3 separate regions of the Rattus norvegicus genome follow, and all the other regions are linked to region 3. A link is a contact called in public Hi-C data. All regions are on one chromosome and are shown on one strand. The core of a region is the stretch at or near the end of the contact, and the rest is flanking DNA. Distances in the headings are between cores, read along the strand shown. Region 1 has its middle 130 kb from the start of Fndc3b. Region 2 overlaps Fndc3b (fibronectin type III domain containing 3B). Region 3 overlaps Fndc3b (fibronectin type III domain containing 3B).

Region 1 (3,166 bases), core at 206-2,705, 150 kb before region 3:
TTTCACTCACCTTCAACAGAGTGTAAAGACGATTTTTTTTTCAGCACATAACACCAATGGCTTCTAATGCAACCCCTGATAGTTTGTATTTGTTTTTTTATTTGTTTGTTTTGTTTTTGTTTTTGTTTTGATCTCCCCTGACATCTTAAGGTCCCAACCTCTCCTAGCCACCTTCCTGTGAGCTCTGTGGTCTTCCAATGTCTGTCAGAATGACATCTTAAGTTTCAGCTTACAACAGCCTAGAACTTTTCTATCTTGCAGTTCCAGTTCCTCCACATCTCTCCTGGAAATCAGTTCCCAAGGTCGGAGAACCACAGGGTCAGGTTTATCACAGCAACACTGCCCACAGTCTGTAACAGTTTCTCCAGGTCAGTTGACCAAACTTTCTGACAGAAACAAGAGAGGGAAGATGTATCATAGCCCCTCATTTCAGAAGGTCTCAGTCCATCATGGTAAGAATCCAGCTTAGTTCACACGGTGGGAGTTTGTGGTGGCTCTCACGGCACAGGCCAGGAAGCAGATAGCACACAGCTGGAACATGTGACAGACATAGGTTTCAAAGGCCCAACTCTAGTGACCTACATCTGCTATACATGCTCTATAACCTTCAAAATAGAGCCAGGAGGGGTTGGAGATTTAGCTCAGTGGTAGAGCGCTTACCTAGGAAGCGCAAGGCCCTGGGTTCGGTCCCCAGCTCTGAAAAAAAGAACCAAAAAAAAAAAAAAAAAAAATAGAGCCAGGAGCCAAGAGACAAGCATTTCCGGTACAAACCACAGTAGCCCACACCAATCGTTAACAATTAAGCTTCTTTAATCAGATGTGCCTAGTTCTGCAACATAAATACTTCTAAGTATACATTACCTTTTTGGGCCTAGTGAAAAGAGAATATTCAGGACTTAGAAGGAGAAAAAAATCTTAATGAAAACAAAACAAACTTCAAGGAAATAAATAATTCCAACTTGGCGTTAGGTACAGTACACAGAATAATCAAAAGAGGGTAAAGGAGACAGAAGATACCAGTCAGTACTCACATATGTATTTACATTTATTGAATGAGAAATCAGGATAAATTACCCTGGGAAGGAAGCTGGGCTGAGAGCCAGCTTAATGGCAAAGTGACAAAGCGATAGGCATGGAACAGGGCAGGGGTGTCCCAGCTCACACTCCTGTAAAGAGAATGAGCAAAGCCAATGTCATGTGTGGTGGTGCCCTCTCAGTCACTCTGGAGAACCCTGATCAATTCCAGACATCCATTCCTGCACACTAGGGAGGTGGAGAAAGAAAGGGAAATTGAGGTACAATTGGGAGAACTAGCTTCTCTTTTCTTCTCTGCCTTGACTGTTACTGTGACTCGACCAGGAGGCTTCCCCTGTGGCTCCTCCCTCCCAGAGCAGAGGCCACCCTCTTAGCATGTAGTTTTGTTCAAGTCCATCAGATTCTGAGTCCACAGCAGGGCCAAAGTAGCTTGTTTGTCCACGCCGGTTCAGGGTGGAGGAAGTTCACATTCAGCACAGGCACAGCAGTGTGTCATATCACATTGCCAAGGACTTGCATCATTTCTAAACTTTCCGGAAGCCTGGATGGGCGAGAGGTCATCTGTGTTTATTTTGTGAAGTTTGGCCTACCAGGAAATGTGTGGGTACAAGAGATATTTCGGGCCCCTGAGACTCTAACTTAAGACACTTAAATCCGGCAGCCTGTGCTACAAGCGTGAACCTCTAAGTAGGTCTTTGAAACAGAGTGGCAAATTGCAAAGTATGAGAGGTTTCTTGGCTGCACGAACCAAGCCACGTATAAAACCCTGTTGCCAAACAGAGACTAGAACCAGATGGCAAGTCTGAAAACACACAGCACGTATTGACTCTTCTATAAAATACTCATTACTGCCTAATCCAGTAATAGTCATTTCTAGAAGAATTGCATAAACACTCGTGAATCCATTTTAATTAAGGTTGTAAATTGACCTTACCAAAAAAAAGAATCTTTGAACAAAATTTTTCATGTCACATTGTTTTAAGAATATAATGAAATTTCTCTGTCATAAGAGAAGAAGGATGCGTCTGAAAGATGAAATTTTCATCATGTTGAAAGCATACACAGTTGTTAGCTGTCTACCAGCAGGCTTTCTCTGGTCTCTGGCAGACAGTTAAGGCTATTTTGGTCTTTGTGCCATCAATAATCTAGCAGGTGACTAGAGACCTTACCTAAAAGAAAATGGTCTTTCATGTGGAACTGACAAACAAAATTCTATACACACACACACACACACACACACACACACACACACACACACACCTCCAGACCCAATTCCAATCACATAAGTAAAGGGAAACTCACAATAGAGAGAATGCCCATAGCCAATGCTAAGGGATGGATGGATGCACAGAACAATACTACCCACAAAGACACAGGATTGAGTCAAACACCCCTGTTCTTGTCCACTGCAGTTACCATGACTAGGCCCAGGAGATCCTAAAAAGAGTAGACCAGCATTTTCATCTCCCTAGCAGACGACACTCCCGATACACTATTCCAGGGAAGATCATTCTGGAACCCTGCAGTGAGGTGTTAGGGCCACACTGACAGGCAGTAAGCCAGAAGACTGCCTGGAACTGAGAGATGTGTATGCATCATCTACAAACACTTATCCCGTCCCTGCCTGGGCTTGGATCCAGCTACTTCTAGAAAGTTCTGCCTCAGACACAGATGCACACCACTCCCCAGTTCATATATCTCAGAGCAAGGACCCTCCATTTTGTCCTTCTCATGACTTTCAAAGACTGCCTCCACCATGAAGACTTCTCTGGTGGAACTCACGGCAGAAAGAGGCCGATCGCTTAGGCCCCTTTCTCCCGACCCCGTTGTTTGGCTGTTTGACATTCACATTTCTAATACTCACAAACTACATGGTTACTTCTCAAAAATTTACCTCCAAGCTACACATCCTTCCATCCGGCTCAGTTCCTCAAGGCAATTTCTTCTTCTGACTTGCCCCTCCTTGCATACTGGAGTCGAAAACCCATCTTTCCTATCTGCTTTTAATATAATCCTGACTCACAAACGTATTGCCTCTTCTTAAGAAGTATTTTAAATCTTGGAATCTTTGTGTGTGGGAATGTGCGTCCTTGCCAAGTCCTGTATTCGTATGTTGCTGGTTAAAGATGTG
Region 2 (3,199 bases), core at 652-3,151, 140 kb after region 3:
GGTGATTGTATCATCACAGTGAACATGTGCCTGGTATTTGTACGGTGTAGATGAACTCTACGGGCAAGAGCTGCTGCTGTTTAAAGCAGGACCTTGAGCTTCCACGCAAACCCTTCAAACATCACACAAGTACATATAATTTGTAAAGCTCAGATGACAACAGAAGCTGACCATTCTCTCATGGTCACTTGAACAAACTGAAAATGTTAGCCACAAAGCAGCCATGGAAATGCAGTCGGTTTCTTGGCCCGCACACATTTCCATTGCTCCGTGTTCTAATGTTACTGTCAGTGCTCTATTAAAGGGCTAGTTCGCTAATTTCCTGTTCCTTGATGTCTTACAATGTTCTTAAGAAACTTGAATGTCGTGACGAATCTGCCCTTTTCCTTACCCTCCTGTCTCTCCTTTCTCTCAACACAAAGGAATCTTGGAGAATATTTGGTCTCTAAATCTTCTTATAATAGTTTATTTTTTTAAATTGTAATCATATCATGTCTCCCTTCCCTTTCTACCTTCCAACCCCTCCCATATGGCTCCCTTATATACGTGTGTGTATCTCAAACATGTGTATACTTACATACACACAAAACCTGCTTAGTCCATGTAATGCTACTTGTGTGTATGTGTGTGTTATGTATGTGTATATATGTATATGTGTGTATTCATGTATGCATGGGTGTGTGTGTGTTTTCAGAGCTGATTGTTTGGATAACCATAAGGAAAGTTCTTTCCTGAGAAGACTGTTTCTCCGTCGCTCAGCATCCTTTATGTGCCTGTAGGTCTTTGTCTAGGGTTGATGTGTGGAGCTTTCTGCTTCCACATTGGCATGCCTACTGACGTCATCCTTCCTCATGTCTTCTTTAGGCAGCCATGTTCTCAGTCTGCATGGGCGAAGCTTCCCTGACATTCCTAGGAGACATTCTTCTGGGTGTCGTCCTGCCCCGGAGGCTCTAACAGTCTCCCCAGCCCGCACTACCCTGAGGCGCATGAACTCTGCTTAGCGGTATCAGTTGGGCCTGAGCATCACATGATCTCTTGTTGTCTGTGATAATACAGAGAACCTTCAAAGTTTCAGAGATGTCAGTGGTAATCATAAATTCAGTGGTCACCAGTTAGAGCACAGTGGGCTGTGTGGAAATACTATTTGCTGTGAAGATGGGTGTCATCCCACAGCCACAAAAAGAGCAGCTAGGCCCATGCCCCTTTTACTAAGGATTTAGATGTTACCCGTACAGCTAAGACAACAGGGATATTTCTCGTAACAGCATTTCCCACTTCCGTTGATATTTCATTTGTCTCGTGGTTTGGAAAAAGGTCTCTGAAGCTAGAGATGACCTCTTCCAGCACCCACCTCCCACGTGCTGGCATTACAGGTGTGTGCCGCCATGCCTAGCTTAAGCAGTGCCGGCCAAGCGCTCGACCAGTGAGGGGGCCCCTTCCCATTCTTAATATTAGACATCTTGATTGAGACCTACAGAAGTCTCAGCACATGAATATTTCATTGTTAATTGTGTACTGACTGACGTTAGGCTTCCGAGTTCCTTGTTCTAATTACTAGGTTTCCTGCAGCTTCTGTGGACAATACTGGGCTTTGTTTGGATAGTTTCCTCTTCCACCATTGGGCTTTGCTCCTCTCAGCCCATTACCTTCCCTGTTCCCATCGCCTCTCGGTGGCCCTCGGCCTCAGGTTTCCTTTGGTTTTTCTGCTCAGGTTTTATCCTGAGCACAGATTGTCTGATATGGTTGCATGATACCTCACTTTCTGCTCCCTCCCCCGCTGTGTGGTAGGCCATGAGTCTACCGATGTAAAACTGTCTGTAGAAGGAGCGAGCTCCCCTCTGTGGAGTCTTAGCATGAGCTGCCTGGTGCTTGGTCACCTGGGCAGAAACAGCTCCCGGCTTCTTTGCTCTTACCTCAGATCAGTGCAGTTTCCTGAGACCAGGGCATCTTCAGGCACTGCTATTGATTGTGTGCCTGTAGCTATTTTTATTGACACTTGACCTCTGAACCACGAGCCATGTGGAAAATTCTGCCCACAGTCATTTCAAGATTTTAAAAATGTTTCTACTTTTTTCTATAAACACATACACCACGTTGTTGTTGTTGTTGTTGTTGTTGTTGTTGTTGTTGTTGTTGTTGTATGATTGAAGAAAAAAGACCTTTACATATAATGTATGCACTGCTTTGTAAAATTTAGGTCTTTTCTTAGATTTTTGTTGAAATAATCACTTTTAATTAACTGATAGAATGTTTTAAAAAGAATCAATTTATAATTAGTAAAGTATAATTAGTATTCTACTAGGGAAATAATGTTATGTGTTGTATAAAACCACTAAAGTGAAACCTGCTCTATCGTTGAGGGAAGCTGAAGTGAAGGGGAAACAAAGGCACTGAGTTACATGCTAAAATGCGAGGGAGAAAGCCTCATTTTTTCTAGAGAGATGGTTTAGTGAGAAAGGTTATCAGCAGGATCCCCAGGACCCATGTTACAAAGCCAGCCACCACCCCACATGCTTGACAGCCACCACCCCACATGATTGACAGCCACTACCCCACATGATTGACAGCCACCACCCCACTTGCTTGACAGCCACCACCCCACATGATTGACAGCCACCACCCCACATGCTTGACAGCCACCACCCCACATGCTTGACAGCCACCACCCCACATGGTTGACAGCCACCACCCCACATGATTGACAGCCACTACCCCACATGATTGATAGCCACCACCCCACATGCTTCACAGCTACCACCCCACATGCTTCACAGCTACCACCCCACATGCTTCACAGCTACCACCCCACATGATTGACAGCTACCACCCCACATGCTTCACAGCTACCACCCCACATGATTGACAGCTACCACCCCACATGCTTCACAGCCACCACCCCACATGATTGACAGCCATCACCCCACATGCTTCACAGCCACCACCCCACATGCTTGACAGCCGGTGCTGAGGCCCTGACAGCAGGTCCCCAGGTATCACTGCCAGCCAGCCTAACCTGATGGCTGAGCTCCAGGCCAATGAGAGACTCTGTCTCAAAGATAAAATAGGTAGATTCTGAAAGAAAGATGCCCAAACTTGTCCTGGCCTCTGCATACATGCTTACACACATGTGTAGCTGGACACACATGTACACACCTCACCTATTCACTAATTATTTTAAAGGAAAGAGGTAAATCATATA
Region 3 (3,392 bases), core at 247-2,746:
ACTGGCTATCCATGGCAACTTCAGGCACAGGGTCTTGTGGCTTCCTTCCATTAATCGTGATTTCATCCCTGTTGCTGTATCGTTTATTCCACTCTTGGGCTGTATTGAATGTGTTCTCCTTTAGTGAGTGCGACAGACACATGAGGAAGCTGAGGCTTCTGATGATTGCTTCATGTTCTGAAAGCTCGTGGCCTGAGAGCAGCAAAGACTGCTTTTCATCCCTGGTGAGGTGGATTGCGTAGCCCGACTTCTTCATCATCATGCCCTGTGGTTTTCTGTCACGCACACACGTTACAAGAGTTATCCAGGAGGACTCGGGGCCTCAGGTGACAAGGCCAGAAGCACTGCTTCTTGGCACGGCTGGAGACCCTCACCTTGCCGGTGGAACTGTGATGCACCTGTTGATTCAGGACAAGAGATAGTGGGAAGCAGAAATACTGACTTACAACTTAAACTGTTTTTGTTCAATGTCACAGTTAGACTTAGCTTCCGAGTTGGGACTTCATTCTCATTGTTGGGAAAGGAAAGGTACAGGGCCAAGAGGGACAGTTTTCCCTTCACCTGTGAGTGTAGGCATGTGCATGCATGTTTGTGTGTGTGTGGTGCACATGCATGAATGTTTGCATGTTTGCATGTTCACATGGGTGCTCACGGATACTTGTGGCTGTGTATGACCGTGTGTGCTGACAGAGGCAATGGGACAAGCGTGGGTATCATTCTGCAGGTCTCTACCTTTCCCCAGTGCCGAGGCGAGGCTGTCTCTGCAGTGGCCCGGGATCCACAGTCTCCGTCCCCCAGCATTGGAAATACAGGTGCATCGCCTTTCAGTGTGGATCCCGGGATTGAGCTGATTTATGCCTCCATGCTTGCTAGTGAGGAAAGCTTAGGGTTGCGTACTGGCTCTCATACTGAGGTCCGCCCTCTTGTTTGCACTTGAAGTGATTTGCCACATAGCTTTCTCTGACCGTCATTATGGCATAACTGAAAAAAGAAACTCACTATAATGTCATCAAGTAGCGGCTTGGAAGGGGAGTGTAGATTAATGTTAAAGAATATGGTTGCTTTGAGGGACGAGGATTTTGTTTTTATGGGAATGTCCTTGGTGATAACGAAGGGAGAAAAACACAGGAAACATACAACACGCTGTGAAAGCAGATTCAGTTCTGATGGACTGTTTCTCAATGTTTTCCGTGAAATATGAATCATAAGTATTGAAGCAGGCCACCAAAGGGCACAGCAGTTCGTCTCTTGGACCATACTGTACCCGTTACACCAGAGACCGAAGAGTTTTTCTTCTTTGGCCAGACAAAATTGTATAACAACTGTCAGGGGAAAGGGTCTTGGAAATCAATATGGATTCTGGCCTTCACTTCCAGGCAGGAATTAATAGAGGGCAGCGTGCATCTCGTTATTTTCGTGTTCCTGTCTGAGCCGACACGCTGGCAGGGTAGCCTTCCTTCCTGTGCACACATGCCATCTCTTTATCTGGGCCGTTTCTCTGCTCTCTGCAGAATCCTCCTGCCAAAACAAACACTCCACTTCCTGGAAGGCCTGAGGTCTGTCTGTTCCTAGAGCCAGCCTTCTGGGCCACTGCCAGTTGGTCCACCTTTGCTCTGGGCTAGTGAGGAGCAGGTAGAGGGAGCACAGCAGGGCTGGTTTGGAAGGCAAAGCTTTTCCTAGTGCTAAGATTAGACTAGGAAGTCAGCAGAGACGGGAACAGCGCCCTCCACACTGCTCCCACAGTACAGTGTGGCTTCTGTGTGGACTCATGGCTAGCTTGTGCTATGCCAAGTGGGATTCCTTAAGATTTTACTATTCTAGTGAGAGTTTAATTATGACGAGTTAACATGCTTTCAACGCTCTCAGAAACCTTACATCACACGGATACTCAAAGCCCATTGGTTGCTTTACAGAAGCACTTAGTCACTTCTTCCTTTTCCTGACTTGCTCCTGTGCATGTTCATTCTCCTCTCTCCTGCTCCCTCCCCCCCCGCCCCCACACCTAGTGTTTTACACAGGCACTCTGCCATTGACCAACATTCCCAGTGAAACATCTTTAAATTTTGAAGGACTATCATAATAATCCTCTATTTATGATGAAACTTTTCATGTTTTAAGGCCTGAAAAAAATAGGTAACTATCATGACAGTTTGAGGCAAAGCAGACTAAATTGCTTAGAAAGCACCATTACTTCATTAAAGACACTGTCTAAAGGCGCTCCATTGCTGATGATTTTGTCCAGAGTAATTGCAGTCTCTTCACAATGGCATTACTCTGCTAACTTGTGAAGTGGCTCCAGACCTTGAAATGACAGTGGCCTGTGTGGCCTGTGGCAGGAAACACGAGAAGTAACCATAGAGTAACGTAGAGACACTGAGCGTTGATTCCCTTACAGCACCTTCCCTTCTCTCCTCCTCAGCCCTCCCTGATTCTGCCATTCTCCACAGCAGAGGGTGGGAACAGAGTCATTGATGGGCGCTGTGAATGACACCATTGAGAGGGAGGCATCCACACTGAATTTCCTCATTGTCCCCTCCCCCAGCCTGTGGCTCAGCTTGCAGAACCTACTGTTTCTTCAAAAGCATTTGTCCTTTCCGTTGTGTTTGTTAGGTATGGACGGACAGAATCAGAGGCTATCTCTTTTCAACAACTTCATGCAGGTTCCAGGGATATTAGGTTGCCTCTTGGTGTGAACAGCGTCATAGCTGGGTTTACAGGCTGAGGGAGACTATAGTGTCAACTTCTTCAGTGTAAACCAGGCTTTAACAAGAAATTGTTCTCTGACTTACTTAAAACCTGGGGAAGAGGACCTCCCGGCCTTTAGTGCTTCAAAAGCCAGTACTGCCTGGGCCCAAATGAAACCAAATTTGGATGGGGGTAAACACCCTTAGGTGATTTGTCAGTGAAGTTACTGGAGTCTGAGTTAACTTCATATTTTTCTCTATCTCACTGTGGTGAGTATGGAATCGACTTCCTGATGGTGTTCCTTTTTTGTGAACGACTCTACGGTTAGGTTTGGGAGCTCCTTTGTCTGCACAAGAAGCTGCTTTGCAACTTGTAAGAGGTTTCTGATCGGCTGAAGTGATTCTGTGGTGTGAAGAGCTTGGCATCAGGACGGCTAGTTCATTTGCCCAGGCTAGCCCCATGCCTTGCCATCTCTTTGAATGACCCAAGCCAGTGACTGGGCTTTTAGGGGAATCTGGAGTAAGTTGGGTCCCAGACACATGCCTCGTGTGAGGTGGGTAAATACCACTCAGCTGTGTCTTCACAGCTCATGGGACTTAAATGGTAGCTTCCCAACAAAACGATTTTGTTTGCGTGCCCACACATGTGTCTGTGTCTCTCTCTGTGTGTGTGTGTGTGTGTGTGTGTGCTCTTCTAGTTGCTTTTGA

The links. Hi-C and Micro-C count contacts between places; a contact is called where the count stands out from the background.
Region 1: a Hi-C map of liver shows a contact between it and region 3, with 8 times the contacts expected there. The contact joins two enhancer-like sites. A contact is called at or near these places in 2 of 12 Hi-C or Micro-C datasets (both in liver).
Region 2: a Hi-C map of liver shows a contact between it and region 3, with 4 times the contacts expected there. The contact joins two enhancer-like sites. A contact is called at or near these places in 2 of 12 Hi-C or Micro-C datasets (both in liver).

What each region holds. Positions count from the first base shown.
Region 1 is chr2:112,601,535-112,604,700 of GRCr8, reverse strand. No RefSeq gene overlaps it. Among named protein-coding and RNA genes, the nearest start is that of Fndc3b, 130 kb to the right of the region's middle. Within about 2 kb of position 1,455, at least 23 of the 93 cell types and tissues checked have an H3K27ac peak or open chromatin away from gene starts, as enhancers often do. A contact at or near this core is called in liver, where this site is marked.
Region 2 is chr2:112,314,108-112,317,306 of GRCr8, reverse strand. All of the region lies in intron 8 of Fndc3b (fibronectin type III domain containing 3B), which reads left to right. All of the region lies in intron 1 of LOC134485892 (a long non-coding RNA gene), which reads right to left. Among named protein-coding and RNA genes, the nearest start is that of Ghsr, 120 kb to the right of the region's middle. Within about 2 kb of position 1,901, at least 3 of the 93 cell types and tissues checked have an H3K27ac peak or open chromatin away from gene starts, as enhancers often do. A contact at or near this core is called in liver, where this site is marked.
Region 3 is chr2:112,448,830-112,452,221 of GRCr8, reverse strand. The region is part of intron 2 of Fndc3b (fibronectin type III domain containing 3B); the gene reads left to right. Among named protein-coding and RNA genes, the nearest start is that of Fndc3b, 26 kb to the left of the region's middle. Within about 2 kb of position 1,496, at least 25 of the 93 cell types and tissues checked have an H3K27ac peak or open chromatin away from gene starts, as enhancers often do. A contact at or near this core is called in liver, where this site is marked.